Regions from separate parts of the Gossypium hirsutum genome. Here region 1 is linked to region 2. Evidence: chromatin contacts called from public Hi-C data. All regions are on one chromosome and are shown on one strand. The core of a region is the stretch at or near the end of the contact, and the rest is flanking DNA. Distances in the headings are between cores, read along the strand shown.

What was found. A called contact is a pair of places that touch in the nucleus more often than the background predicts.
Region 1: a Hi-C map of leaf shows a contact between it and region 2, with 2.0 times the contacts expected there. The contact joins the enhancer-like site here to the promoter of LOC107922226 in region 2. A contact is called at or near these places in 4 of 34 Hi-C or Micro-C datasets (callus, hypocotyl and leaf).

Annotation. Positions count from the first base shown.
Region 1 is chrD01:20,859,193-20,863,136 of Gossypium_hirsutum_v2.1, forward strand. No RefSeq gene overlaps it. Among protein-coding and RNA genes, the nearest start is that of LOC107922081, 33 kb to the left of the region's middle. Within about 2 kb of position 1,814, at least 2 of the 9 cell types and tissues checked have an H3K27ac peak or open chromatin away from gene starts, as enhancers often do. A contact at or near this core is called in leaf, where this site is marked.
Region 2 is chrD01:20,799,556-20,804,013 of Gossypium_hirsutum_v2.1, forward strand. It overlaps LOC107922226 (F-box protein At1g47056), which reads left to right and starts at 1,487. Exons shown (of 2, transcript XM_016852143.2): 1 at 1,487-3,547. The coding sequence starts at 1,888. The coding sequence ends at 3,492.

The DNA.
Region 1 (3,944 bases), core at 564-3,063, 60 kb after region 2:
ATGATTTCTTTTTGGAGATAGGCTAAGTTTTCTTCTCAGATAAATAAAAGTTTTAAAATGATTGTTTTATAAACGCTGTTAGCTTATTGGGCCATTTCAGTGGCCAATATACTATTCTGAATTCGGGCCTAACGTCTAGGCTGAGTTGGGGAGATTACATCTAATCCAGGAACTAATCCCACCAAACGATTGGTTTGGAGATTCCATAGCTTGGGTTACGCCAGCAAGACAACAAAACTTCCTAAGATACACAGGTAGTTATATTTCATTCCCAGAAATATAATACTTTGTTACTTATTGTGTAAAGTCTCACTAAGTTCATCTGAACTTACTATTGTACTGCCTTTGATGTAGGATCAAAATTATCGAAGTCGTAGTGGAAAAGACCAAGCCAGACCCCGCCAACATTGCGCTAAGGTTGCGACAGTTATAACATGCGTATAAAGGGACACCCTTAGAGGCCACACCTCATGGATCATGTCGGTTATGTCTGTATCAAAGTCTACATTAAAATTTTTGTAAATAACTATCAAGTTTATTACAGTATCAATTTTGTACAAATTTATTTCGTAAATGTCATGAGTAGAAATTAAAATTTTAAATCTGATAATGTCTAAGTACATAATTAAATTAGTTTAAAAATTTGTTAAGTTATGCAAGTTGATTATGACATTCAGAACTCGGACTTGATGATCGGGTTGGGCATAAAGTGTTACAGTAAAAGTGGTGCCTCCCTCGATTCTGTCATTGAGAACCATCGATTCATCTCTGACTCGTTCACCTAATTTCCATCTCTGTTTTGGTACTTTTTGCTCTGTGTCGAAACTCTCGTTCCTAGTCTGCCTCAAATCTACCACACCGCTAAAGTTTTTAGTTCGCTGTCAAAATATGTCTTCAATGTCAAAGATCTAGGGACGTATATGATACGTCTCCATTTCCTTTGATTCAGTTCATCAAGATTGGATCTGGGTAACTCTCGATTTCACGTTTTGGTTAATAGGTTAGTAGCTTTAACCAATTTTAGCGATGGGGATATAGTAATCCTAAAATTATATAATATTTTCTTTGGTTTAACTCAGAGAAGCTTGAAATTCATTTCGTTTTGGTTGTCGGTGTTGTCAATTTTAAAGATCGTCTCTTTCACCTTCTTTCTTCTTCTTTGCTTCTCTGTTCTCTTTATTTTTTGAATCCTTTCGGCTACTGGTGTTGTCAATTTGATGGATTTGGCATTTGGGTTTGACTTCGAGTAATGGGGGCTTTTGAATCGTTAGGTTGCTATGGTGGGAATGATGAAACAGAGTAGATGGTTGTGGTGGTTTTAGGGTGATGGTTGAGTAATAATGGTACGATGAAATATCAAAGGAAGTGGTAAAGCTTGGGAGCAAGCTATGGTGGGGTAAATGGAGTAATAATATGCATTTATATAATATTTTTATCAAAACATTTATATAATTAATATTAAAAATTATTATTTAATTATATTTTTCATTATTAGTAATTATTTAATTTAATACAAAATATAATTTAATTTAAATATTTTTACAATATATTATTAATATACTTAAAATATTTTTTATTTCTAAGGGTAAAATTATCATTTGTGATCATTCCATATCTGTTCTGCTCAACTAAACGTATGAATACCATTACAATATTCATTTTATTTAATCTAACCAAATCACTGTTATGCCTATTTAATTTTATTATAGTCATATTTCATTCTCACAAAATGACTACGTTAAGATATAAATTTTATGATTACTTTAGTCAATGAAGAAATAGTTTAAAGGATACATATATTTTAAGCGTGTGATATTGAAGCCACATGATAGGCGGAATCCAAGTAGTGATCGTATACGACAGGGAATCCCAATTTTAGTCATAACATGGAATCTCTTTCTTCACTTTATAATTTGTCGTTGTTTATTAAAGAAATCAAAATACCATTTGTCATTCTCACAATGAATCCATTTCCATTACGCCTTTGACATTCATTCCTCACCATTTACATTATAATCTCTTTTTATCTTTTTCTTATACCCAACACTTCATATTAATCCTATCTTTTTTCCCAATTAATATATTTATATGTCGATTTTAAATGTTTATAATGTTAAATTTAATCCTAATCCTTATATATTTTAATTTAAATTATTCTTTTTAATGCAAAAATTAATTGAACTATTAAAATTTTAATGATAATAACGTGATAACCCATGTGGGATCTATATGTATTTTATTGCTACTATGAATAGTTTTAAAAAACATTTTATTAAAATTTTTAATTTTGTTTATTTTTAATTTTTATAAAATACATAAGGATTATTATACGTTATCATGTCAATACTATTAAAAAGAATATTTTAACTAAATTTTAAAAAATTGAGATATAAAATAATTAAACAAGAATTCGGGGGATATAAAGGTTAATTATGTTTTTTTTTAATAATGTGTTCATCTAAAATTATTAGATTGGGTTTGAAATGAAAATAACAAGGATTCATTTGTCCAAAGGAGTCTAAGAAAACAAGTGCCTTTGTTTTTATGCTGAAATTTGTTGGATGTATATGTTATATTTGTTAATAATAATCACAACTACCACTTAACAATGAAGATTCCTTTTTTTTTTGTTATTTCTTGAAGCAATTTGGCAACTCAAATTGTTTAACCTAAGCCACCAATTGACACTGAAAAATATCCAAACTAGCCATATAAGAAGACAATGAAGATTTCTATGCCACCATGGGCTTGAATTTCATGCTCATTTGCCTTTACTAATTTTACCCAATATGTAAGGTATTTTCTTACATCAATAAGTGGGTGGTTGCGACTTTCACAAATATGTATGTAGGTATTAGTACTGATTCACTATTAATCCAGAATTTTCTCTTTTGTTTAGAGAAAATTTGGGCTGATTTTGTGGAAAAAAAAAAGCTGGATGCTAAAGGATCACTTTGGTAGTCTCAAATTTGGGCTGCCTTGTTTTGTTTTAACGTTTTCCATTGAGCTTTTGGGGACCCAAAACCAAATGCCCAAACCAGTTTATTTTCAAAATATTTATGCTCAAATTGACCCAGTTTTTCAACAGCCTTGTTTCTATATTCCAACGGGTTTCAAAAAAGTGTATATATGTTAAGGTATCCGATCTTCAAAAATTGTAGTTAATTTATTTATTTATTTAAGTAAATGATTAATATCATTAAAATACACTGATGTAGCACTAACGATTAATAAACTGATAACACAAGACAGTCTCATATTTTAACACATGGTAAAAAGAAATTTATTAAAATTTTATTAAAAAAATTTCACATTTCAAAATATGAGGCTGCCTCGTTTCACTAGTTTATAGATCATTAATGCCACATCAATGTGTTTTATTAGCATTAGTTAAATACCTTAAAAAAATTAAGTTAGCTGACAGTTTCAAAATTTAGGTACCAGTTAGGTTCAATAAAAAATTTAGGTATCAAGTAAGTATACATTACCAAGTTCAGGTACCTCCGTATGTATTAATCTTTAAAAAAATTTCAAACTCACTATTCTTTTAATAGTTACCCATTTTTTAGATTTATTTTTATTTAATATTTAGTAATTATATATTTTATTAATATTTTTAATTTTATGAAATTTCTAAACATAAACAAGTTAGCATATTTTTAGTATTTACTATTTAATTTTTGTATGCTATAAATTCCATAGTATTGATAAAATAACATATTATATATTTAAAAATAGACCATAATAAATTTAGTTTTTGGTCCAAATCTTTTTTTTTTTACATAATATTAATATAATTGTTGGATCTACATCTTAACTAATATATAATACTTCATTTAATTTAAAAATAAAATAAATATTTTCAGAATTCTTTTTTATTTAACCTTTATTTTATGTTGCTTTTAAGAAAAAAAATTTCACTTATAATAAAAATTTCTATTATC
Region 2 (4,458 bases), core at 237-2,736:
AAGTAACATATCCTTCTTTTGATCTCAATAAGGGGGAAATCATTATGGTATGCTTCAAAATTCGAAGTTACAAATCTTGGGTATATAAGATAGTATAAAATATAGATAAAAGAATATTTTAGGTTTCTATGAAAATTAAACAAGTGGAATGAATTGTTTATAGGTTTTAAGATTAGAGCTTTTAATATGACCTCGATAGCCCTTTATGACGAGGTCTTGTTAAATTTATAATTTTTTAAAAGTAAACTACACCATTAGTTAATAAACTATGAGTAAGTTTTCGTTTTGGTCACATAACTAAAAAAAGTTACAATTTGGTCACTGAAGTATTCAGAACTTTTCATTTAAGTCATTGGATTGTTAAAATCGATGCTATATGGCTTTCTTTATTTGCATTGCCTACAATAATCGAAAGCTTTCTTTCCTCTTCTCTTTTACGGTTCATTTTTTTATGAAACAGCTTTGAACGTCACGAATCTGCAAACCAAAATTTAAATAGCTTTTTTCTTTGATCTCCGACACTGACCGTCAGATCAACTTGGACCTAAGATATGTTCTTCTACTCGTCGATGGATACTGATCCTCTGTACTAGCCATTGAATTGCCGCTTGGAGCTCGCTGGCGAAAGGTTTTTTTTTTAAAGAAAAATTTAGCAGCCTAATGACTTAAATGAAATCTTTCAAATAGTTCAACAACTAATGGTTTAATGACCAAAATGAAAACTTACCCATAGTTCAGTGACTAATGGTGTGGTTTACCTTGAGGTGTTCATGGGTTGGATTGGGTTCAGGCTAGGCTTAAGCATGATATTAACACACTTTATACTTGCTCAAGCTTGGCCTGGCCTGATCATGGGCCTAAAATTTTGCCCAAGCCCACCCATATTTGGAATTAGTTAACCCAAGCCCATTTAGGCCCTCCCATATTTTTAAAATATTTATTTTAATTTAATATTTAATAATTATATACTTTTTTTATTTATTATAGTTTTATATATAGTCATCTTAATTTTTTTTGATGTTTACATTATAGAAGTATTATATATTACTATATATCTAATTTTTATGTGTTACAAATTACATAATATATAAAAACAACATAATATAAAATATTACAAACTTAAAAAACGGATCGGGTTGAGCTTAGGCCTTAAATGTTAAGCTCGAGCTAGACCCATATTTTAAACGAGCCTAATTTTTTCTTAAACCCATTTTTAGGTGTAATATTTTTACCCACACTATCTCAAAATTCTAGCAGATTTTCAACTTTGGACAAGTTTAAGTTTATTTATTTTTTCAACAATTATGATTTACTTTTTTAAAAATTTACAAATACTTTAATTTTTGTAAATATCATCCTTTACAAATATATAAATGATTACAATTTAAAAATTTAAAAATATTTATTTTAATACTTCTATACCAAATTCTTTAAAAGAAATTCTAAGAAAACTAAACAAATTACAAGAAAAGATAAAATATGATTGTAGAAAGAAAGCATCTCCTGTGCTCAACCTCATCCAAACCAGTTCTGTTTTTACAGCATCATCATTGATTTTTAATTTTGTCCGACTTTTGACTTTCACTCCATCAGAAATCAAAATAAAGGAGTGAGCACAAGAAAAGTATTATGAGGATGCGAACAGCATATAGAAACTTAATAGTGGAAGGCTATTTTGTTCAAAGTGAAAGACGGGCAAATAAAAATAATAAAGTCGAGAAAAAAGCCAAAATGAAATCCAATTTTGAAGTCCGTCGTTCTGGACATTTCCAAGAAGATCAAAAACAGAACAAGAGCCTGAAAACTCTTTAGTATTTCTCTACGGTTTCCCTCACCGTAACAACCCTGTGGCTGTTTTCTTTTCTTTAGTTTAGTTAGATTTTGTAGATGGGCCAATCAGTTTCGGCGGCGAAGCTAAGGAACCGTCGAGATTGGAACCATCGCCAACGGTCAAAACCGAAATCAACGGCTCTGATCTGTCCGATGCAAGCTGAGGAAACTGAAGAGCTTGAACGAAGTAACACAGATGGATCGTCGGATTTCATCTCGGATCTTCCTGACGAGTGTTTGGCTTGTATTTTTCAGTCTCTTAGCCCCGATGACCGAAAACGATGCTCTCTAGTTTGCCGGCGGTGGCTTCTGATTGAGGGACAGAGCCGTCACCGATTATCTCTCAACGCACAATCAGATCTGCAACCTCTCATTCCTTCTATCTTCTCTCGCTTCGATGCTGTTACGAAACTGGCTCTGAAATGTGACCGTAGATCCGTTAGCATAGGCGACGAATCGCTTGTTCTAATCTCCGAGCGTTGCCGGAATTTGATTCGCCTTAAGCTCCGAGCTTGCCGTGACTTGACCGATGCAGGAATGTTGGCGTTCGCTAAAAACTGCAAGGGTCTAAAGAAGCTCTCCTGTGGTTCTTGCGCTTTCGGAGCCAAAGGCATGAACGCTGTGCTCGACAATTGTCTAGCACTCGAGGAACTCTCCGTGAAACGACTTCGTGGCATCACAGACGGCGCTGCAGCTGAGCCGATTGGGCCTGGGGTGGCTGCGGCGGCGTTGAAAACAATTTGCTTAAAGGAGCTTTATAATGGGCAATGTTTTGGTCCGCTTATTATTGGTTCAAAGAATCTGAAATCTTTGAAACTTTTTAGATGCTCTGGCGATTGGGATAAGCTTTTCCCACTCATAGTGGAACGGGTCGCGGGTATGGTAGAGATCCATATGGAGCGGATCCAAGTCAGCGATGTCGGTCTTGCGGCTATCTCCAACTGTTCAAACCTAGAAATTCTTCACCTCGTTAAGACTCCCGAGTGTACAAACGCCGGACTCGGAGCTGTTGCAGAGAAATGCAACTTGTTAAGGAAGCTTCACATTGATGGATGGAAAGCAAATCGAATAGGTGACCAAGGGTTAATTGCTGTTGCGAAATCTTGCCCCAATTTACAAGAATTAGTTCTTATTGGTGTTAATCCCACCAAACTGAGTTTGGAAATGTTAGCTTCTAATTGTCCAAATTTAGAACGGTTAGCCTTATGCGGTAGCGATACAGTTGGTGATGCAGAGATATCTTTTATTGCTGTGAAATGTATTGCTTTAAAGAAGCTTTGTATCAAGAATTGCCCTGTTTCGGATCATGGCATGGAAGCGCTTGCTAGTGGTTGCCCTAATTTGGTTAAAGTGAAAGTGAAGAAATGTAGAGGAGTTACTTCAGAAGGGGCAGATTGGTTAAGAGCAACTCGAGGATCACTTGTCGTTAATTTGGATATCAATTTGGATATGGGCGAGCATTTAGATGCAAGTGCCAGTGATGGTGGGGCACAAGATAATGGAATTGAATTTCCTCCAATGGTGGGCAGTCAAATTGGAGCTTCTAGTATTGCATCGAGCAGTACAGGTCGATCGACATCATTCAAGTTGTTAGGGCTTATGAGTGGGAGGAGTTTTGTGGCTTGCACATTAAGGAGGTTGGCAAGTAGTTCTCGGAGTTAACTCGGAATTGCAACAACAACAAAAAGAAAAAGAGTGACAATAGAAAGCACTCTTGGTATGAACTGTTTACATTATTTTTCTGTTGGTAGTTCTCCCTTGTTTGTGTATTTAATTCAATTCTGTGTGCTGATGATTGCCTTTTGAATTCAATCTTCATCTTCAACATTTTATAGTTCTCAATTTGATCTGTTGGTTTGTAGTTCCTTTATTTAGCAAGCTCTGTCTATGTCTTCATTCTTCTCAAACATATTTGTCCTATACTGGAATTTAAAGAACATCTTTCTGATTAATTAGTTATATCTCTTTATTTGGTCCGTGTTACAAAATACTTGCATACCAACATGCATGTCCTCCAAATGCATACTTGTATCCTAAAATTCTTCTTATTAGATAGAGGAGGTTTGTTTCTCCTGTTATATGCAATTTATATATATATCAATTGAGTTTTAAATATCTTAATTGTTTGTTGCTGCATGTTTTAAACATGATCAATAGTAGGGATCAGGTGTTGGAACTGAGAACCCGGTTAGACTTTTTGATTTGCAATATGCATATCCTTAATGCAAATCAAAGCCGGATTCAAACGCCAACGTCTTGATTCTTTGGAAAAATGATTCTTTAATGTTATTTTTGGTTTGATGAGAAAAGATCTGATGAATGCTACCGCTGTATGAAATTAGTAAGTTCTCTGATTTTTTTCTCTGTGAATTGCTGTTAAAATTGCTTTGATGTTACAGAAGCCAATTTTTATGATGGTTTATTATGATGCTTCTGGTTGATCATATTTTGCAATGACTTGTTGATCTGCAATATTAAGTGGTTAGGAATTGAGCAGTTTATCATCTTTAAATGGTTTAATTCATGCACCTCAGATACACTTGCACTTTCAGGAGAGAACAATTTTTTTTTATTTAGTTTCTATTACTGGGGACACAGTCACAAGTCTCATGGTCCGATTGCATTTTG